Regions from separate parts of the Sus scrofa genome. Here region 2 is linked to region 1. The links are chromatin contacts, called in public Hi-C maps. All regions are on one chromosome and are shown on one strand. Each heading gives the region's core, a stretch centred on a gene start, on an enhancer-like site or on the middle of the called end of the contact. The rest is flanking DNA. Distances are from core to core; before and after follow the strand shown. Region 1 overlaps LOC102168017 (a long non-coding RNA gene). Region 2 has its middle 39 kb from the start of NFATC2.

The links. Hi-C and Micro-C count contacts between places; a contact is called where the count stands out from the background.
Region 2: a contact with region 1 is called in a Hi-C map of embryonic fibroblasts, with 4 times the contacts expected there. The contact joins two enhancer-like sites. A contact is called at or near these places in 31 of 47 Hi-C or Micro-C datasets (adipose tissue, alveolar macrophages, blood and 16 more) and 1 of 2 datasets of contacts at active chromatin or transcription factors (skeletal muscle).

What each region holds. Positions count from the first base shown.
Region 1 is chr17:52,713,657-52,718,437 of Sscrofa11.1, forward strand. LOC102168017 (a long non-coding RNA gene) reads left to right here. Exons shown (of 5, transcript XR_002340049.1): 3 at 729-842; 4 at 2,943-3,332; 5 at 4,214-4,781. Among named protein-coding and RNA genes, the nearest start is that of NFATC2, 170 kb to the right of the region's middle. Within about 2 kb of position 3,270, at least 13 of the 83 cell types and tissues checked have an H3K27ac peak or open chromatin away from gene starts, as enhancers often do. A contact at or near this core is called in embryonic fibroblasts, where this site is marked.
Region 2 is chr17:52,927,347-52,931,853 of Sscrofa11.1, forward strand. No RefSeq gene overlaps it. Among named protein-coding and RNA genes, the nearest start is that of NFATC2, 39 kb to the left of the region's middle. Within about 2 kb of position 1,490, at least 11 of the 83 cell types and tissues checked have an H3K27ac peak or open chromatin away from gene starts, as enhancers often do. A contact at or near this core is called in embryonic fibroblasts, where this site is marked.

The DNA.
Region 1 (4,781 bases), core at 2,020-4,519:
ATTTCCATATGCTAGATGCAGCTGTAAAAAGAAAAAAAAAGTTTGATCTCCCAGTCTCCCTGGAGACAATGAATGTGAGCAGAAATCTGCTGGGGATTTCTAGAACGGCTTTCAGTTTTCTGGTAGGTATACCCTCCCTTCTTGCTTCTCTAGCCTTCCTCTTCCTCCCAGAAGCTCAAGGGTTCTGCAGGTGCAGCAGCCACCTGACAGACATGATGTGTGAGCCTCCAGGAGAGCCTGGGTCCTTGATGGTAACACTGAGCCCCTACCATCTGCGGACTGCCTACCTACGGACTTCCTTCTACCAGAGAAACGTGAACCCCCTGTTTGCTTAATCCTCTTTGCTTTGGCAATTTGGGGTCTCCCTGGCCTGTGTATTTGTTGTCTTCCCTTGTACATTACAGGGAGGCTTGGATGGTAGGTTCTGCCCCTCTTTACACAGCCGGTGGCTTATCCCACCAGCCGAGGGAGCCGCCTATGGAGGAGAGAAAGAAGAGACAGTTGCAGTGGAAACCCATGCTTCTTCCCACCATTAACCAACTTGATCCTTTATTTATTTATTTATAAATGTGAAAACGATGTTCAAGGGATCTCAGGACATTTGGAGAAAACAAACGTCAGAAAAGGGAAGGATCAGAGTCGATAAACAGAATGCTTCACTCTGGAATAGGCAGAGAGAAGTCAGGGAGAAGAAGAAAAATGATTTTCATTCTACTTTTTATCTTTAGGAGCGTTCGGGAGACTGTTGCCTTGACAAGAGTAGGTTGTTGTGAAAATGGAGGAGTCAGAGAAGAAGGAGTCATTCTCGAAAGTGACAAATATGAGTACCTCTGAAAAGTTGGGTAAGTGGGCTGAGAAATAAGACACCGCCAATGATCAAGTTAGTAATCTGGAGTACAGAACTGAAGAAATCTCCCAGAATAGAGAAAGACAAAGCTGGGAAATGTAAGAGAAATGTCGAAACAAAGAGGATAACTCCAGGAGTTCCAACTGCTATAAAATGGGAATTTTGAAAGAAGAGAGAGACTGAAGGGGAGGAAGGCAATAATTAAAGAAATGAGAGGAGACACTCCCCTGCACCCCCAGAAAGACTCGCGTCTTCAATTACATGCTCCACCCGGTTCCATTTCCGACACATACTTATAGACATCAAGGGAAATTTTTGAAACACTTAAGAATAAAGAGCCTACCCTACAGGCTTTTGGAAGTAATAATTTTGAAAGTGGTAAACTACCAGAGACTGAGGATCAGATCAACACCAGTTTTGTCCTCCGCTCGGATGCCGGAAGTCGATAGGATGTGTCTTCTGTGTTCTCAGGGTGAAAGATTCTCAATCTAGGGCTCTTTATACAGCTAAGGAAAATTAATATATTCTTAGACAGTCAGGAATTTGGAAATTCACAATCCATGCGTTGTATGCAAAAAAATTACCCAAAGATTTAGGTCAACCTCCTGACAAAGAATCTCAGAAAGAGGATGACATATACAATATTTAAAAGTGGCAGGTGATAATTATACAGAAGAAGCAAAGACTTCGAGAAAGAAACTAAGAATATATGTTAGACCTGGCCCTCGGGGGATTCTCCTTTGAGCGGGAAAATTTCAGGGACTCGGGGTCACATGTCCTTCTTCATGGGTCTGCTCACCCTTAACAAATATGATTTACCTGGTGATGTCATAAGGGCTGTTTACTAGTTTTCAATTTTTTGAGTCAGCCTATTGACAGTTCAAAGAAGATTTCATTCTAAATTCTAGAACAGGATAATGAGAAATGATAGTAACACATGGAGACATTACATATCCAGGCACTGTTCTAAGCAGGTGGCATGAAGTAACACTTTTAATCTTCATGGCAACTTTATGAAGGAGCAGCTATGCGTATCTCCATTTTTTACCAATAAGGAAATGGGAACACAGAGAGGTTAAGCAACTTGCCCAAAGGGAACACAACAAAAAATGGCAGAGGTGGGATTTGAATTCAGGCATACTGACCTCAGGGTCCATGAAGTAAAAGTAATACAATGACACGCATAGGAGGACAAGTACAGGAGTCAGAGGAACTATGCCAATTTCCTCATCTTTCACTGGAAGGAATTGTTTGATATCATCTAAAGTTGATAAATCAAGAGGTGGAAGTGGACATACTGTTAAATCAGAAAAACTAGAGGAGTTCCCACTGTGGTAGAGTGGGTAAAGGATCTGACTGCAGTGGCTGAGGTCACAGTGGAGGCACAAGTTCAATCCCCCACCCCGTGCCGTGGTTAAGGATTGGGCACTGCTGCTGTGTGGCACGGGTTGCGGCTGAGGCTCGGATTCAGTTCCTGGCCCGGGAACATTCCAGAAGGGAACCCCCAGACTCCTGGGAAATGGCTGCGTGCCCCTCCCCCAGAGGGCAAGGGGGTTGGATGGTGGCACCCTGGGGGAGTCCAGAGAAGAGATTGCTGGCATTGCACCTAGAATCATACTTACAGGCATCTGGGACACTTGTAAAACCCTGCCTGGGTCTGGCAGCACCTCCCCAGGTCCCTGGAAGATATTGGGGAGGAGGGATCCCTGCAGTGTCAGGGTCTCTCCACCCTCAGCCCTTGTCCGCTCCTGGCTCTGCAGTCCCTTGGCCTCCAGGCCCCTTACCCCTCGGTGCCAGGCTCTCAGAGCCCCCTTTGGAGCCGCTGCCCAGGCCTCGGCCCCTCCGAGGGGTCCAGACTCTGCCCAGAGCCGCCCCTTCCCTGCGGCTCCGGCCGTGAGTCACGCGGCCGGCCGTGCCGCCTGCACTATCTGGGGAACCCGAGATCCCCTTTAATTCCCTCCAGCTGCGTCTCTGCAGGACTGAGGTAATCCGTTCTGGCGCAAGAGGAAAGCAGAGGGCTTGTTGTGTCTTTGTTTCATTCAAATGGTTTGGAGGATGACTCACTCGTTTTCTTCTTTCTTTCTTTTTAAACCAGGGCACCGTCTAGAAGTCGTTTTTGATTAGAAGTTGACCTCAGAAGTATGCGCGCATCATTTTGAAAACATCTGCCGGCACCACAGAAACCGACTCCGAATGAGAAAGGACAGCGTGGACCACGTCCAGGACCAGCGCCTTCCCACACGGCGCTCGGGGGTATCGCTGGCCTGGACCAAGGCTGGGATGTTGTCCCCGGCATGCGCCCGGATCCCCGTAGTGACCTGGGGCCAGCTGGGGGTGATGAGAGTGTCCCCATCGAGGTCGTCATCGCCCAGGACACTGGCTAATGTTATCGAGTCCTTATTATGGTCCATGCGGATCACAGGGAGTCATCCATCCTCGGCGCTTCCCGTCGGGCGGGAGTCTACAGGCTGAGTGGCATTGTCAGGTACCGCTCAGAAGCTGGGAGGTTGGGGTCTAAGATCAATGCCCTTGACCCACCTGGGCGGGACAATCTAGTGGGTGGAGTCAGAGGTCTCCTTAGGAACTGGAAGCCGCCAGGCAAAGCCTGCTCAGCCCCGAGGCTGTGAACCTGGTACCCGGTGAGGTGGGAGAGGGCAGCCAGAGGTAGTGGGCGGGGCCTGAGTGGGGTCTGAGGTCGGTGACAGGAAAGGGGGGGTGAGAGGTGGGTGGCACAGGGGTGGAGGGCAGCAGAGCACGAGGCTGACCGAGGACACGGTCCCTGTTACCTGCTGCACCTCTACTCTGTGCCAGGTGGCGGGTAGAGACAGGTGGGGCAGGCCGTGGTCATTCCCGAAGTTCGGTGGCTGGAAGGACTCGGGCCAGAAGAACCCAAGGGGGAGAGAGAAGCACCTCCAAGCAGGGGGTTCTGGAAAGCTCCCAGCGGGAGGGGCTTTGGCGAAGGGCAGGCTGGAAGGGGAGGGCCTGCGCAGGAGGGGAGCGAGCACCTGTGCGCTTAGGTGAGTTGCACACCTGCGGGTAAGAGGGTTGCTCCCTTTGGCAGTTCTAGGCCATCCACAAGGTGGGTTAGCCTAGACGGGGACGATGGGTCATAGCAGAGCAGTGACCGATACTGCGAGGGGGCGGGTGTCTCGCATCTCTGCCAGGAAAGGCGTGGAGGGCTGAGCACCCCCCACCCCAGAGGGCCCTCGGCTGGCACCCCTCGTGGCCAGGCCTGTGCGCCCCTCTGTGGGGTGTTCGCATGTTGATAAACCACCTGTGCCTGCTCAGGGCGTTCTTCCCCGGCGTTGCCATAACAAGTTGCCACAAGCCAGGGGCCTGAAACAACCAAAATCTGTTCTCTTACAGACGCGGAGGCTGAAGTCCTGAGTCGAGGCGTCAGCGGGGCCAGGCTCCCTCCAAAGGCTCTATCGACGGAGGAATCTTTCATCACCTTTTTTTTTCTAGCTTCTGGTGGCTTCAGATGTCCCTTGGCTTGTCACAGCAGAACCCCAGTCTCTGCCTCCATCTTCGTGTGGCCTTCTTTGTGTCTGTGCCTTTCCCTCCTCTCATAAGGACCCTTGTCACTGGATCTCCCCCCACCCCCAGTAATCCAGGATGAGCTCATCTTGAGATTATTAACTTCATTACATCCCCATGGACGCTTTTTCCAGATAAGGTGCCATCTCACAGGTTCCGGGAGGACATCGGGATCGGGGGCAGGTGCCATTCAACCTGCTCCACAGAAAGGCCCATTTCCCTCCAGGGGGTGGGCGCTTGCTGAGAATAGGAGCTGTACGTCTTCATTCATTCATTCATTCATTCATTCCACACATGTTGAGGGACCTCCCCTTCCACGTGCCGGGCACGCTGCTGGGGATACGGAAGCCAGGCAGACAGATCCCGTTCCTGCCCACACGGATCTGCCTTTGCACTG
Region 2 (4,507 bases), core at 240-2,739, 210 kb after region 1:
AGCTGTGACTGATACAAAATGGCTTTATGTGTTCATGAACCAAGCCGGGCATTTCCCATACATCACATTTATTTCTCATGACAAGTATTATCCATTAGGGACTGGACACATGAACACTCACAGACACATGCTCATTCCAGAGAGGAAAAATCTCAGGCCCAGAGTATATGATTTCCCCAGCATTTCACAGTTAATAAGTTAATAAGCCAGGTCTGGAATATAAGCGTATCTTGCTGTCCTTATCTGTCAGACGAGTTTAATTCAACCTAAGCCACATGGCTACTGCGAGGACGCAACGAGACAATACAGGTGGCAGACATAGCATACACAGCATACACACTCCCATTTGGAAGCCGTGTGGTTCTCAGAAGCCTCCTTTTTGAAAGGCATTTACTTCTTCAGCTCAGTGGAATTAACAGAGCTTTTTCATGAGGTTGATCCAACTACTAAAAGCCACAGCCCTGGACCTGAAGAAAGAAATCAGTCATACTTGGGGAAAGCAGTGTGGTCTGGGGTGTGAGCCATGGGCATCTCTGGCTATGGGAGCCCCAGCAAGTCCACAAAGCTGGCCTGGAACGGTCAGAGGACAGTGAGCTCTGGATGGTGGCGAAAGACCCAGGAGGGCAAATGGATGTCTTCCTACTAGAAAACAATTCTGACTTCCTGCCACTCATCAGCACTGGATGCCATTTGCTCTTCTTTCTCTTTCTCAATATACCAAACCCTTCCTGCCTCAGGGCATTTGCAAGTGCGATTTCCTCTGCCTGGAACATTCTCTTCTCATACCTATGAATGCTGGCTTCCCTCATTGTTCAGATTTAAGCACAAAACCCACCCACTCGAGGACACTGTCCTGGTCACCAAGTCTAAAATAGCCATACACCGTCCTCCCCCTTCATCCCCGCCCCACTCTATTCAGTCTCCCTAATGGCATCCTGACTTAATTTCATCATAGTAATTATCGCGGTGAAAAGCAGTTGCCTCATGTGTTTAGTTCACTCACTCATTCCGCATTTACTGAACACCCACCACGTGCCATCTTTTTCTCGGGACCCAGAACAGCATTCGTTAGCCCGCCAAAGAGCATTCATTTCTGCGGACTCTAATACTGCTAAGTTCCTGAGGACAATACGGCAGGGTAAGGGGTTAGGGAGTGACCAGGATGTCACATTAGATGAGGCAGTCAGGGAAGCCTCTCTGAGAAGGGACATCTGAGCGAAGACTTAAATGGGGCTCGTTTGTTTCTCCTCTGTCTGTGCTTCAGAGAGCAGGGACCACGAACGTCACATCCCCAGTGTCGAGAAGCCATCTGGTGCCCAGGAGGTGCTTGTGGACACTGAAAGGCGTCTCCAGACAGCCCAGAGGCCCTCGTCCCCGGGTGATGGGTCCCTGCGATGACTCACCACTCGAGGCCTCTCCCCCCGTCCGAGGCTGACTCTGCTCATAATTACAAGGTGGGAACGGCCACAATGACAGCAGCTAGGGAATGTGGCAATTCCCTGGGAACTGCTACGTCAGGGATGGAGGTAAGGAGGGCCCTTGGGAATGATGGGAGTCAGATAAATGGAGCATTTATTAGTCACCCTCCTTGGCATTTCTCAACTTCTCGTGACATGACATAAAGGAATGCAGCTTGCTGGAGTGAAGTCAGCCTGTTGCTTTTACCAGGAGCACTGAAGGTGAGGGTCAAAGCAGATTACAGCTCCAAAGAGGCAACTGCCTCTAAGACGATGGACTTGGGTTCCAATCTTGGCCCCACCCCCTACGCGGGAGCCTTGTGACCTTGAGCCAGTCACTGAATCTCTTAAAACCTTGCAGGTAGAAAAAATAATGAGCGTCTCCCCCTCACTAAAAAGACCCTGTGTGTAAAGTGTGTTGCACACACAGCCAGAGCTGCTGTGGAACCAAGACTCCACACGCCAGACTAAAAGATGATTTGATGCAAATTAAAACCACAATGAGATACCACAATGCACCTACCAGAATGGCTAGAATTAGAAACATTGACAATAAAGAGAATGAAACGACAACCTACAAGTGGGGGGAATTTTTTTTTTTTTTTTGCAAATTACATATTCAACAATATACTTCTATCCATACAATATAAAGAACTCTCATCAGAGTTCCCACTGTGGCTCACTGGGTTAAGAACCTGACATAGTGTCCATAATGATGCAGGTTTGATCCCTGGCCTCACTCAGAGGGTTACGGATCTAGCATTGCCACAAGCTGTGGCATAGGACACAGATGCAGCTCGGTTCTGGTGTGGCTGTGGAGCAGGCCAGCAGCTGCAGCTCTGATTTGACCCCCAGTCTAGGATCTTCCATATGCCGCAGGTGCAGCCATAAAAAGAAAAGAAAGGCGTTCCTGTTGTGGCTCAGCAGGTTACAAACCCGACTAGTATCCATGAGGATGTGGGTTCGATCCCTGGCCTCACGCAGTGGGTTAAGGATTCAGCGTTGCTGTGAGCTGTGGGGTAGGTCGCAGATGCAGCTCTGATTCGACCCCTCGTCTGGGATCTTCTACATGCTGCATGTGCGGCCCTAAAAAGAAAAAAAGAAAAAATAAGAACTCTCAGAATTCAACGATAAGAAAACAATCTCATTTTTAAGGTGGGGGGAAGACATGAACAACTCAGCAGAGAAGCTATGTGAGCGGCGAGCAAGCACATGAGATGTGCGATGTCGTCAGCCATAGGGAACATGCTATTAAAATCAGGAAGGAAGACCACCGTCTATCAGTTAGAAGGACTAAAACAAAAGGACAGACGATGCCAAGTGCTGACGAAGATGTGGAGCAACCGGAACTCTTAAGCAGCTTGGCAGCATTTGTTTTTTAACAAAGTTACTGAGATATAGGTTACATACTATAAAATTCACCCACTTAGAGGGTATAATGAAATGTGTTTTAGTGTATTTGCAGTTCTGCAACCATCAGCAGAAGCTAATTTTCGAACATTTTCATCACCCCCAAAAGAAACCCCATACCTCTTTGAAGCCAGCCCCAGGCACCCACTAACCTACTTTCTGTCTCTACAGATGTGCGTCTTCCAGACATTTTATATAAATATAGGATCATACAATAGGTGGCCTATAGCGACTGGTTTAGTTCCCTCAATGTTTGCGAGGAGCGTTCATGCAATAGCATGTATCAGTACTTCCTTCTTTTTTATGGCTGGATAGTATTCCACAGTATGGGGAGGCCACATTTTGTTTACCCATTCATCAGTGGAGAAATGGATAACTTGACAATTGGATTGGTTTCACTTTTTGGCTGTTGTGAATAATGCTATGAATGGCTGTGTTGCTATGTGGCCTGTTCAACCTCAGCCTCTCTCCGTGATGCTTTTCTTCTCTGCAAAATGAGGATAATAACTTCATAGTCACAGAATCATGAAGAGCAAGTGGGAGAGAAAGCACTTTGCAACCCTGAAACACCATGCCGCAGCAAGGCCCACTTTTTCAAGTTGGATTCTTGAATCTTCCAGAATCCGATGACTTAATGCCACTGAACCATACACTTAAACATAGTTTAAATGGTACCTTTTGGGCATGTTCTACCACAATTTAAAAAAAAAAGTCTAAGTCACAAAGGTTTACTGAGGCATCACCACGGGCCAGGTCCAGGGATGGCTGAGGCAGAAACCAGAAGCCAGTTCCTCTTCGGCTGCCTCTCCCTATCCGCTAAGAGCCGAGGCAGTGAGCAAGCACCACCCGCATGGGCTCCGGCCACCACCTCCCCCCTCACTTCTCTCAAGCCTCTTATTTTTTCAAACTCAAGCGCATTTGGCCTTCTGCTGTATTAATGGATTTGTTTTCATCTTTTAAAAAATGTGTTAAATGACTTGCCAGTTCAATGACCAACTTTCATTCTCCATCCGCCGAGTCAGTGGAACTTGGGGGATGGCCCCCTTCTCCTTGGGCCACATCTACCCCCAGCCCTAAGCCCCAGTTAGGGATGGCCAGGCCAGCCCAGTATAACGCAGGTGGGTTCCCGCTCAGAGTACAGGTGGGGAGAAAAGGAGCCATGCAGAGCAGGGCTAGTTAAAGGCCGATCACCTGCAAAGTCAAGAAAAGGGGGAGGAAAAGGAGTCCACGTGGGATACTGCCCCCCATGCCTCAGCTTTGCCATCTTCTAAGGACTCTATCCAGACAGATGACCACAGTGTTTGGAAAAAAAACATGCACGTGAACCCCTTTCTGGGAAGGACTTTGCTTTTTGGGGCCACCCTTGTGGCATATGGAGGTTCCCAGGCTAAGGGTCCCATCAGAGATACAGCTGCCAGCCCACGCCAGAGCCACAGCAACATCAGATCCAAGCCACGTCTGTGACCTACACCACAGCTCATGGCAACGCCAGATCCTTAACCCATTAATCGAGGCCAGGGATCAAACCCGCAACCTCACGGTTCCTGGTCGGATTCGTTTCCGATGTGCCACAAGGGGAACTCCATTTACGAAGGACTTTGAGCTTGGGAGAGACACTGCCTTCCTCCGTCTGCAGCCCA